2 separate regions of the Sus scrofa genome follow, and region 1 is linked to region 2. The links are chromatin contacts, called in public Hi-C maps. All regions are on one chromosome and are shown on one strand. Each heading gives the region's core, a stretch centred on a gene start, on an enhancer-like site or on the middle of the called end of the contact. The rest is flanking DNA. Distances are from core to core; before and after follow the strand shown.

Region 1 (5,473 bases), core at 980-3,479, 38 kb after region 2:
GAGGGTTGACGGGGGAGGCTGCTGGTGAATATTAACCAAGGTCGCCCCAGTTATCGGAGGAGCAAACAGGGACTAAGTCCACTGGCTGGACACTGCCGCCTGCCCACGCTGCACGGATGTGCTCCTTCTGGGCGGCACGCAGCCCTCTGCTCCCATACCAAAGGGAGTCTTTGTGCCCAGCTCACAAACCGCAGCAGCATCCTTCATCCGAGGTGGGTGACGAGTGTGTGACTCAGGCTCTCTCTGGGATGGCATGACTTTGCCAGCCTTCACTCCCACTGGTGGCGAGAGCTGCCTTGAAATGCCCACTGCAGGTGTAGGGGGCAGAGTAGATGAGGAGTCCAATTGGCAGATGGGACAATTGAGGCTTTAGGGTGGAAAGGCTGCTCATCCAAAGTCATCAAGCCAGCCTCAAACAAAACAAAGTGAAACAAAACAAAACAAAACTGCTCTTGACATGATGGAAAATATTATGAGAAAAGAATGTACATATATATATATATATATATATATATATGTACAACTGGGTCACTTTGCTACACAGCAGAAATTGATTTGGCATTGTAAATCAAACATAATTACAAAAAAAAGGGCATTCCCATTGCAGCTCCATGAGGATGCAAGTTCAATCCCTGGCCTTGCTCAGTGGGTTAAGGATCTAGAGTTTCTGTGAGCTGTGGTACAGGCCGACGGCTACAGCTCTGTTTCGACCCCTAGCCTGGGAACTTCTATGTGGCACAGATGCAGCCCTAAAAAGACAAAAAGACAGCAAAAACACTCTCACCTTCCCTGGAAAAAAACAGGGCCTGACTGATGCCAACACAGCTGTAGGTGGTCATGGGCACAGGCCAGGGGGCAGAGAGTGAATCTATGAAGAAGAGCTGGGCGGCCTCAGGAGAGCTGCTCCCTCTCTCTGAACCAGGAGTATTTTCATCTGCGTGGGAGGGCTTTAGCAGTCCCCCTTCTCAGCACGGTTGTCAAGGATACACAAAATTGCATAAAGCTGGCACACATTAGGCTCTTTGTTTCTGTCCGCACAGCCTTCTAATCAACCCTGCCGTCCAGGCTTGTCTGAGTGGGAGGAGGGCAGCCTCAGGCCTGTTTCTGTTTCCACTGGACACGGCTCCCAGCAGATTAACACGATCCATGGGCTACCTGGATTTGTCTGGGGCTGGTAGCCCTGTCTGCGAGCTGCTGCAGGCCCTGGGGGCCACTGGTGGGAGAGGTGGGATGGTGCAAGGCTGAGGCCATAGGGCCTTGGCTCTGATCCCTTTAAGGCAGACAGCATCCCACTGTGCCCGCCACCCCAGACCTGCTTGGCATGTAGCGTGCTCTCCGTAGACATTGTGGAGCGAGTGAACAATCGCATCTTTGTCCCTCCTCTCGTTTCCCTGGTCCCAGCTGTGGGGCTCTGCCAGCCGAATAGCTGGCAGATCCTTACAGCACACAGGTTTGGACCAGGGAACCCAGTGCCCTATTCATGGGCTGTGAGATCTCAGGCAAGCTGGGTCGCCTTCCTGTGCCTCAGTTTCCCCTTCTGTAAAATGGGGGTGGAGACAGTTCCCACCTCACTGGGCTGCTGTGAGGATGAAATACAGCTGTTTCAGGGGAGCTCAGAGTCCAGTGTCAGGTGTGCACACTAAGCCCTTTGTGAGGTTGCCGCCCCGCGCCAGTGGGGGTCCCCAGTATCAATCAGGGTTGGCGGAGCTGTGGTGGGGGACTCCAGGAGCTTCCTCTAGGCCTCCCTCACTCAGTCCACTCCGTACCTCGGTGAGGGGAGTATGTCCCACGCCCCATACGGGAGCAGAAAGGAACCCTGGGAGGGGAGGGCTCCCAGCTCTCCTCCCTCCCGACTCCCCAGACCACAGTCCAGCTTCCAAACCCTGACTTTTTCCGGTGAGCTGGCTGAACGGGCATCTCCGGAGGGCTCTACATCTGCTCACAGCTTGGAGACCTGCCCTCCATTCCTCCTGGGCATTCCTTCCCCTCCCCGTGCCTCAGTCTCCCCATCTGTACAATGGCCTCCCTCCAAGCCGGCTGTCCCTCCCAGTGCTCACCCTGAACGGGCAAAGGCAAGTGCCCAGGCTGCTGCCAAGCTTGGCCCCCATCAATCTGGAGCTGATGGGAAGGTGCCGCCACCCACCCCCTCAACCCCGTCTACCTTCACTGCCCGGTTCCTGTGGTGCAGGGGTGAACACCTCTTCCTCTGGGGCTCCTGGCTGCCGTGCTGGGACCTCGTGCCCTGGAGCACGGTGCCTGGGCTTTGCCTGCACAGGAGGAAGGAAGGCGGCTCTGGGTGGTGTGGCAGCAGGTCCGGGAGGGGCGGGGATCTGGGGCAGGAAGCCACCTTGCACAAAGCTGCCAAGAGCCGGGATGCCAGATGGCCCTTCCCAGCCCAGGCAGGCCTGTGTGTCACCCGCTGTTCCTGCGGGTCTGACTGTGTGACCCAGGATGAACCACCCAGTTCCTCTGAGCCTCTGTAAGCGGACTGATTGCATCTGGCAGAGAAGATTAAGGGAGATGACAGGTGTTACCTTCTGGCCCAGGGCCTGGCATCAGCATCTTGGCACATTTCCAGGGCCACCCGTAGAGGGAGGAGGCCTGAGCTGCTTCTGAAATGCCAAGGGGAGCCTCACGGAGATTAAGATGGGTCTGTGTGTGTGTGGCGGAAGGTATATCACAGAACTTATGTCACAGTAGGTCTTGCGGGGAACAGAAGGGACACAAGGTGTCATGAACAGTGGGGGAACTTAGAGGAGGAATGAAGAAAGAGCATGGGGAGAGAGTGAGGGGCACAGGTTCGGGGCTTGTCCCTTCTGAGTGCAGGGCTCCTGACTCAGCCCTCCCTTATCCCCTGTCCTTACCCCATCCCCGACTCCTCTCGTGTTTCGTGCTGCAGAGAGCTCCTGTGGACACAGCCTGGGAAGAAGGGGTGGGGTGATGTGGGAGACTAAGTAAGGACAGATGTCTGGGGTAGAGACACCCCATGGCCATTCTCCCGGACACGGACCACAAGCCAAGGGGGAGAAAGTCCTGGCCACTTGGTTACTTCTGGAATTGTTGATGGTAGCATCTGGACTGACTCTCTGGAAGTGAATATATCTTCAGAAGATGCTGCGGGCTGGCTGTGAATAAGGGGCATCTGGGGAGATGCAGCCTCCATTCCCCAGGCCTGCCTAGAGGTGGGAGAGGGGTGGAGCGAAGCCTGAGTGCTGAGGGGTAGGCGTGTCTTGTCTGCCGTGGGAAGATGGGGACGGGGAGGGGATCTGGGCCAAGCCGATCAAGGGCCAGAGGCCCCGACTGGTCCAGGGAGCGATGGACTTCAGGGATGATGTACCCGCGGCAGAGTTCCTTGCAGGGTGGGGGAGTCAGCCTGTGCCGCGTGCCCAGGAATACACACAGACCCAGCACGCGTACCCCCACACTCAGATCCCCCTTTCACATTATGGGAACCCCACACTCAAGGCACTGGCTCCCTTATTAAGGGCGCAGCGTGGGGCAGCTGTTAAGGCATGGACTCTGGGGCTAAGCTCTGGTTCAAGCGCCACTCCACAGCTTCTCTGTGAGGTCTTAGGTACTTCCTCTCCCTGGACCTCCGTTTCCTTATCTGGGAGATGAGGCTATAGGAATGGTCACTTCTACCAGAGTTGTGAAGGACGTGAGATGATAACATGGGAGACTAAGGGTGGCCTCAGGCATAGCTGGGCCCCAAGTCAGTGTCACACACATTTGATCTCCCAGGGGCTGAGCAGGAGAAAGACTTGGGGAGCAACGAGCTTTGTCTGGGGACACCTCTTTGGCTTCCAGCTCTGCTCATCCCCAAAGGCCACTAATCCCTTCTTCTGGGGGCACAGGGCCAGGGGCAATGAGCATTTTTCTGAGCACCTGCGAGGTACAGAGGGTTGAGTTGGGTAAGGGGTGGTTGGAGCCAGGAGTAGGGGGACTTAAATTCAAGGGAGGACCTCTTTCAGCTCTCGAGCCTCAGTTTCCTCCTCTGTAAAATGGGCAGGCTGAGTCCCTTTCTCATATGGTAGTCGTGAGGTTTAAATGTAGGGGTGCCAGGCCGGCTCTGTTGGTGTTAAGTGATACCTTGTCTGTCTTCTCAGAACTCATTGACATTAGTAGGGTTAGTCACACAGTCGAGGATTTCTCTTCCAGGAGAGGGACTGCATTTGCATCAATGGTTTGCCTCCTCTTGGCCTCTTGCGAATCTACCGAATTGCAACACCCTGGTGGACCCTCTTTCCTCCTGCACCCAAACCTGTGGCAGCTTCCTGTGTGTGGTTCCGTTCTTGCTTTTTCTGGAACAATTTGACTCCTTCACAGCTTCTTGTTTCACTCTTCAACCAGAGAAAAAGAAGGCAACGCTATGCACTGTAAGTGACAATACAACTAATAGAAGGAATAAAACACGCAGCTATGGCCTCGTGCCCCCCCCCACTTGTTAAAAAATGTTAACCTATATTAAAAGTAAATTTTTATTATCACCATTTTCCCATACACTTCATTTTAACTTTACCTTTTGAATATGTGGACTATTATGGCCATTACAGGCTTTCAACTTTTCATTTAATTATCATTGGTATTTCCTTTTGGGTGGCCTGTCGGTGGCATTTCGGCCAACAGGGTCCCTTTAAGGTAGGTCTCTTCTCCTTTCAGCAATCCTTGCTGACATCTCAGAAAGCACACACTTGTTTTCTAGCGGTGAAACCACATCCCAGGCTCATCTTCCTTTTCTTCTGTCCCAAGATGCAGTGTCAGTGAGTCTGTCTGGAAGAGGGAGAGAGCAGGGGTGGCAGTGTCCTTCCAGACACCACCTGGAGGGCTGGATGTCCAGAAGACCCTGGGGGACTTTGGGACTTGTTTTTCAGAAACACAAGCCCTGCGTGGGTGGCTCAGGTAACAGGGAGCTACAGGGCTCTTCAGACTTGCCCAATGCAGACCTTGGGTTGCCGTGGTTTGATTCACCTTGTTGCCTTCAATTGTGTTGACTTTAAACATCTCTGTTTGCTTGGTTTTCATGAGTCTCTTGCTGCTCTCACTTTACAGACACCCCCGCCCCAGGACTTACACCCACATGTGGCCTGTCATCACCCACATCCCATCATAGCTGATCCTTCTTGAGCTCTTACTACCTGCCAGGTTCTTTTTCGATCCTGGCAGTGGGTACCATGAAGATCCCCTGAGTACAGATGAGGAAACCCAGACACGAGCATCACCTCGATGCGGAACGCCTCTGCTCCTCCTTCTCCTTTTCTCCCTTCCTTTTTCTATCTGAGGAGCTTCTGGGGTCGTTTTCCTTAATTTTCCCATCTACTAATGCATCTGTCATTTGTTCATTCACTCACTGAATGCCATGCATTGATCCCTATTAGCTTGGAGCTTGTGAAAAGATGCGGTTGCTACTGTTCAGAAACTCAATGCCTGGTGGGACCACAGAGGCCCTTTCAGATGTCCCAGTGATGGAGAGAAG
Region 2 (5,950 bases), core at 363-2,862:
CTCCTACCATGCAGACTAGGAAAAGGTGGCTGTAGTAGGTTGCTAGGGCTGCCATAACTGAGTGCCACGCACTGGTGCCTTAAACAACTGAAATGTATCGTCTCATGTTTCGGGGGGCTGGGAGTCTGAAATCAAGCTGTTTTCAAGGTTGACTCTCTCCGAGAGCTGTGAGGAAGGTCTGTTCCAGGCCTTTCTCTTTGGTGGGTAGATTAACCATCTTCATGCTCGCATGGTGTTCTCACTCTTTCTTCATATGGTTCTCTCTCTGCTCATGTCTCTGTGTCCACATTTCCCCTTCCTATAAGGACACCTGTCATGTTGGATTAGGGCCCAGCCCAGTGACCTCATTTTAAGTTGATTACCTCCATAAAGACCCTATCGCCAAAGGAGGTCACATCCTGAGGTACTTACTGAGGGTTAGATGTCAATATATACATTTTGCAAGGGACACAGTTCCACCTATAACAGCATCTCTTTGGCCCATACCTGACTGATGAGCAGTGGTATTCCACCCCCATCCCAATACTTTATTATGACAGTTTAAAAACATAGAGTAGGAGTTCCCTGGTGTCTTAGTGGTTAAGGATGCAGTATTGTCACTGCCATGCTCCTTGTCACTGTTGTGGCTTGGGTTCCATCCTTGGCCCAGGGAACTTCTGTATGCCATGGGAGCAGCCAAAAAAAAAAAAAAAAAAATCAACAAAAAATAACAAAAACCAGAGCAGAGTGGAAAGGATTTTATAGTGGACACTTAAAATCTACCACCTAGATTCTTCCATTAGCATTTTACAATGCTCATTTTATCACCTATTATCTGCCATAAGAGCACCTTTTAATCAGATGGATGTCACCACATGCCAGGGTGCACCACTTGGCGAGTGTAGCTGTGATGAATTTCAGGCTCAACACTATCTCTGCCAGGTGCAGTGCACAACCTGTACCACTGTCCTTATTGACCCCAAAGATAATCCAGAGGGCAGTAGAGTTCTACAAAGCCCTCGTTTCATTTTAACAAGTAAGTTTGTAATTCAAAATAATTCACCAAGCTTATATGGAACCTAGCACAAGGTGTAACTGAGGACTGGCATGTGGTTGGCACTCAGTGCAAGATAATTGAATGAAAGAATGATTAGTTGGGTTCATAAGCTTAGTTTATGTGAGCAATGACTAGGCATCCAAAATGTATCTAGACTCCAGAGAGAGGGCGTGCCTACCAGGAAAAAACACATTCTTCTTAGAAGCAGCTCTGATGGCACAAATATTGACATGGTTTAAGATGACACTTATTCTGAAAGCCTTTGGTTGACGATTCAGGAGGCTCCTCCTGGGTTTCTCCTCACATTTGGTCCTCCATCCAGTTCTGCCCTGTCCTATGGTAGGAATGTTCCCCCACAGGTAGCCACAGGGGTCTAAACTTACACACTGGGGTGGGGAGACTTGGCAAGATCACGGTCTAAAGCCAAGTGACTATCGCTGAAGATCTAGCCAACAACTTGAGCAAAACGTTTACCAGGGCAGTGACTTTGGGGATTTCTGATGCTCTCCCAGGCTGGAGAGTGAGTTAATATTAACAGGCCCAAGGTGATGTGGGCTTGTGTAATCTGCGCCTGGCCACCTCCTCCCCAGCTGACAGTCCTGTTTGTCCTCTGTGCCTGTGGCACCTCAGCTGTCCCTCAGCTACTGCCCAGGGAGGAGGTTGGTGGGCTGGTTTCCGGGCAGCAGTATGCAATGCTATTGCCACCCTGCTGCAGCGGCGGTGGCCTGGGTGGTCTGGTGTTGGAACTGCCATCTCTGGGTGCGAGAACATTTTAGTCCAGAAGGGGCAACGGCTCTCCTAACACCTCATCTTGCTCTGCCAACCAATTCCCCCGCCACTACCCGGCTGAGTTAACTAAATGCAAACATGCTTTTGCCACTGCCCTGACTCAGGAGCCTCTTTACCCACAGCAGCATTTTGCAAAGTGTATTCCGTGATTTGTGAAAAAAAAAAAGCGGAGGGGGGGATGCTCCTTGGTCAGTTAAGTCTGGGCAACACTGTAGCCTCTCTCCTACTTGGATGGTAACATTAGAAAGGAAAGACTTATCCAGAGGAGCTCCTGCTGTGGCTCAGTGGGAACCCAGCTGCTATCCACGAGGATGTGAATTCAATTCCTGGTCTCGCTCAGTGGGTTAAGGATCTGGCGTTGCCGTGAACTTGGTATAGGTCGCAGATGCACCCCATATCTGGCGTGGCTGTGGCTGTGGCACAGGCTGGCAGCTGTAGCTCCCATTTGACCCCTCACCTGGGAATTTCCATATGCCGCAGGTGCAGCCCTAAAAAGACAAACAAACAAACAAACAAAAAACCTTTATCCAGAGATTTCCAAAACCCATTTCACTAAGGAAACTTTCCCCTGTAATACAAACTAAGACTCTAGGAAATGTTTGTGGGGGGAATGTCCTTTTTCAGCCCCAATGCCTGCTGCTCCGTCTAGGATAGAATTGCCTTCCTGAGCATCTGCCTGCCACCACCCCTTTCCATTTGATTTTTAAATTAATATTTAGTACGTTTTAAATACAGAAAACTCGGAGTTCCCATTGTGGCGCAGTGGTTAACGAATCCGACTAGGAACCATGAGGTTGCGGGTTCGGTCCCTGCCCTTGCTCAGTGGGTTAACGATCCGGCGTTGCCGTGAGCTGTGGTGTAGGTTGCAGACTCGGCTTGGATCCCGCGTTGCTGTGGCTCTGGCGTAGGCCGGTGGCTACAGCTCCGATTGGACCCCTAGCCTGGGGACCTCCATATGCCACGGGAGCGGCCCAAAGAAATAGCAAAAAGACAAAAAGACAAAAAAATAAAAAAAAAAAAAAATAAATAAATACAAAAAACTCTAAAGAAGAAAACAAAGCGGTGTAAGATCTGCCACCCAATTTTTATGTGATTCTGCCAAAATATAATTTACTTTAAGCCTCTGCTGAATACCTTTTAGGGCTCCAAGTCACTCAGGAAAAGAGCCAGTCCACCCGTGTACCATGTACAAGTCCCCCTCCCCCGCCCCCGCACGCCCCTGCCCAGGCCAGGTGTTCTAGTCACTTCTCTGGCCGCTTCTTCTTCTCTCCTGCTCTCAGTGCTCAAGGCACACTGCCTCCTTGATGCTTCCCTTGAACCCACCAGACACATCCCTGCCCCAGGGCCTTTGCACCTCCTATTCCCTCTGCCTGGTTGCTGTCTCTTAGACACCTGCATGGCTTCCTTACTCTCGAATCTGCCTTGGGTTTCAGAGGTCACCTTCTCAGTGAGGCCTTCCCTGATGTTCTGCTGGGTGTATCTCAGCCCCTAGCATTCCCTAGCCCCTGTCCCCACATGATTTCTTTCTGTGGAACCCATCACCTTCTCCTATTCTATACATGGTGTTGACTTACCCAGATTACTGCCTGCATCCTCCACTTAGCTCCCGTGGGCAGGGTCTTTGTCTGTTTTGTTCATAGCTGCACAGCCAGTGCCTGGCACATGGTAGGTGCTCAGTAAACAATTGTGAGATAAATGAATGTGTATGTTCACAGAAGAAACTATACTAGGTACACTGTATTTTTTTTTTTTTTTGCTATATTTTTTGCTTTTAGAGATCTTTCCCTATCAACCTGTGTCAAACTACTGTATACTTTAAAAAGGCTGCATGAGACTCCATTGTTGGGATGTACCTCATTTTATAGAACTAATCTCTATTTTTATAGACACTTAGGAATTTTTGCTCTTCAGACAATGCTGTAATTAAAAAGAAAACAATTTTCTTTTTAAGGATCAGGGATCAGACCTGAGCCACAATTGCAACCTAAGCCACAGCTGCGGTAATGCTGGATCCCCTTAACCTACTTTACTGGGCCAGGGATGGAACCTGTGTCCCAGAGCTCGTGAGAGGCCACCCATCCAGTTGCAGCATAGTGGGAACCTCCAAATAGTATTTTTAAACATTTCCTCTTTGTAAATATTTCCATGGGATAAATTCCCAGGAGTGGACTTCCTGAGTCAGAATTTGTTCTTTTTTTTTTTTTTGAAACGTTAATAGATGTTACCAAATTATCTTCCAAAGAGGTTGCACACACTTAAGCTCCCCCATCTATTGTGCAAGAATGTTGATTTCCTCGCATGTAAACCAGCGATGAGTAGCAATGAGTCAACCTCGTATGTTTATGCCAGTCTAATAGGTGAAAAGCAGCACTCTGATTTGTGTTTTTACAATAATGAATGGGTTGAAAATTCTTTCGTATTTCCATTGGCCATTTGTATTTATTTATTTATTTTTTGTTTTCTGCCAGCTTAAATCCTTTGCCCATTATCCTACTGGATTATTTATTATTTATTACTCTCTCTCTCTCTCTCTCTCTATATATATATATATATATATGTATATATATATATATATATATTTATTTATTTTTTTTTTGTCTTTTTAGGGCCACACCTGCGGCATGTGGAGGTTCCCAGGCAAGGGGTCTAATTGGAGCTGGAGCTGCCGGCCTGCGCCAGAGCCACAGCAATGCAGGATCCGAGCTGCGTCTGTGACCTACACCACAGCTCACAGCAACACCGGATCCTTAACCCACTGAGCGAGGCCAGGGATCAAACCCACGTCCTTATGGATGCCAGGCAGGTTCGTTAACTGCTGAGCCATGACAGGACCTCTTTTGCTGTCTCCTTATAGATTTAAGAGTTCTTTAACTCACAGATATAGAGAATAGACTTGGGGTTGCCACGCTGGGGTGAGGGTGGGCTAGGCAAGGATTGGGAGATTGGAATTAGCAGAGGTGAACTAGTATATACAGGATGGATAAACAACAAGATCCTACCTTTGGCACAGGCAACTATATTCCACATCCTGTGATGAGCCGTAAGGGAAGAGAATATGAAAGAGGATACATGCACGTCTAACTGAGCCACTTTGCTGTGCAGCAGAGATGAACACATCATACATCAACTATACTTTAATAAAAAATTTAAAAAGTTATGTAAAATTAAAATGATTCTGTCATATCTGTTATAAAATTTCTCAGTTCGTTCTTCAGTTTTGTTTATGGCATTTTTTTTCCTTCTGTTTTGGCCATCCATGGCATATAGAGCTCCCGGACCGACGTGGAGACCTAAGCCGCAGCAGTGGCAATGCCAGATCCTAGCCCACTGCGCTAGACTGGGGATTGAACCCGTGTCCCAGTGCTCCCAAGGGGCTGCCAATTCCGTTCCGCTATAGCAGGAGCTCCTATTTATGGCATTTTCTTTTTTTTTTCTTTTATTTTTTTTTAATTTATTTTTTTTCCCACTGTATAGCAAGGGGATCAAGTTATCCTTACATGTATACATTTTGGCATTTTCTGATATGGTGTTGAATATATATTTTTAAACAAGTTGGTGTGAAATTACCATTAAAGCCATAGGATTATGAGTTATAACTCAAAATGTCAGAAATTTCCCTGGCTTATGTAGATAACCTTGGTCATATTTTATGTTGGGTTATATATATCTTACCACAAATTGAGCTAAGGATTTGGTATTGCCACAGCTGAGGCTTAGGTCTCAACTTTGGCTCAGGTCTGATCCGAGGTGTAAAGTCAATCTGTAGATCTGAAATCTTTCTTCTTTGTAATGTAAATGCTAACAACCACAAATTTCGCTCTTAGTACTGCTTTTATTGCATTTCGTAAGCTTTGGTATGTTGTATTTTCATTTTCACTTGTCTCAAGATATAGTCTAATTGCTCTTGTGATATCTTTTTTTATTTTATTTTATAATGGCCACACCCATGGAATATGGAAGTTCCCAGGCTAGGGGTCAAATCGGAGCTTCGGCAGCTGGCCACAGCCACAGCCACAGCAATGCCAGATCTGAGCCACATCTGTGACCTGTGCCACAGCTTGCGGCCACACCGGATCCTTAACCCACTGAGGGAGGCCAGGGATCAAACCTGCATCCTCATGGATA

Evidence for each region. A called contact is a pair of places that touch in the nucleus more often than the background predicts.
Region 1: a contact with region 2 is called in a Hi-C map of liver, with 4 times the contacts expected there. The contact joins the promoter of SERPINA1 here to the enhancer-like site in region 2. A contact is called at or near these places in 30 of 47 Hi-C or Micro-C datasets (alveolar macrophages, blood, differentiating spermatogonia and 16 more).

Annotation. Positions count from the first base shown.
Region 1 is chr7:115,614,686-115,620,158 of Sscrofa11.1, forward strand. SERPINA1 (serpin family A member 1) reads right to left here and starts at 2,230. Exons shown (of 6, transcript NM_001348942.1): 1 at 2,162-2,230.
Region 2 is chr7:115,577,754-115,583,703 of Sscrofa11.1, forward strand. It overlaps LOC100621494 (alpha-1-antiproteinase-like), which reads right to left. Exons shown (of 5, transcript XM_021099664.1): 5 at 4,945-5,950. Among named protein-coding and RNA genes, the nearest start is that of SERPINA6, 26 kb to the left of the region's middle. Within about 2 kb of position 1,613, at least 4 of the 83 cell types and tissues checked have an H3K27ac peak or open chromatin away from gene starts, as enhancers often do. A contact at or near this core is called in fetal liver and liver, where this site is marked.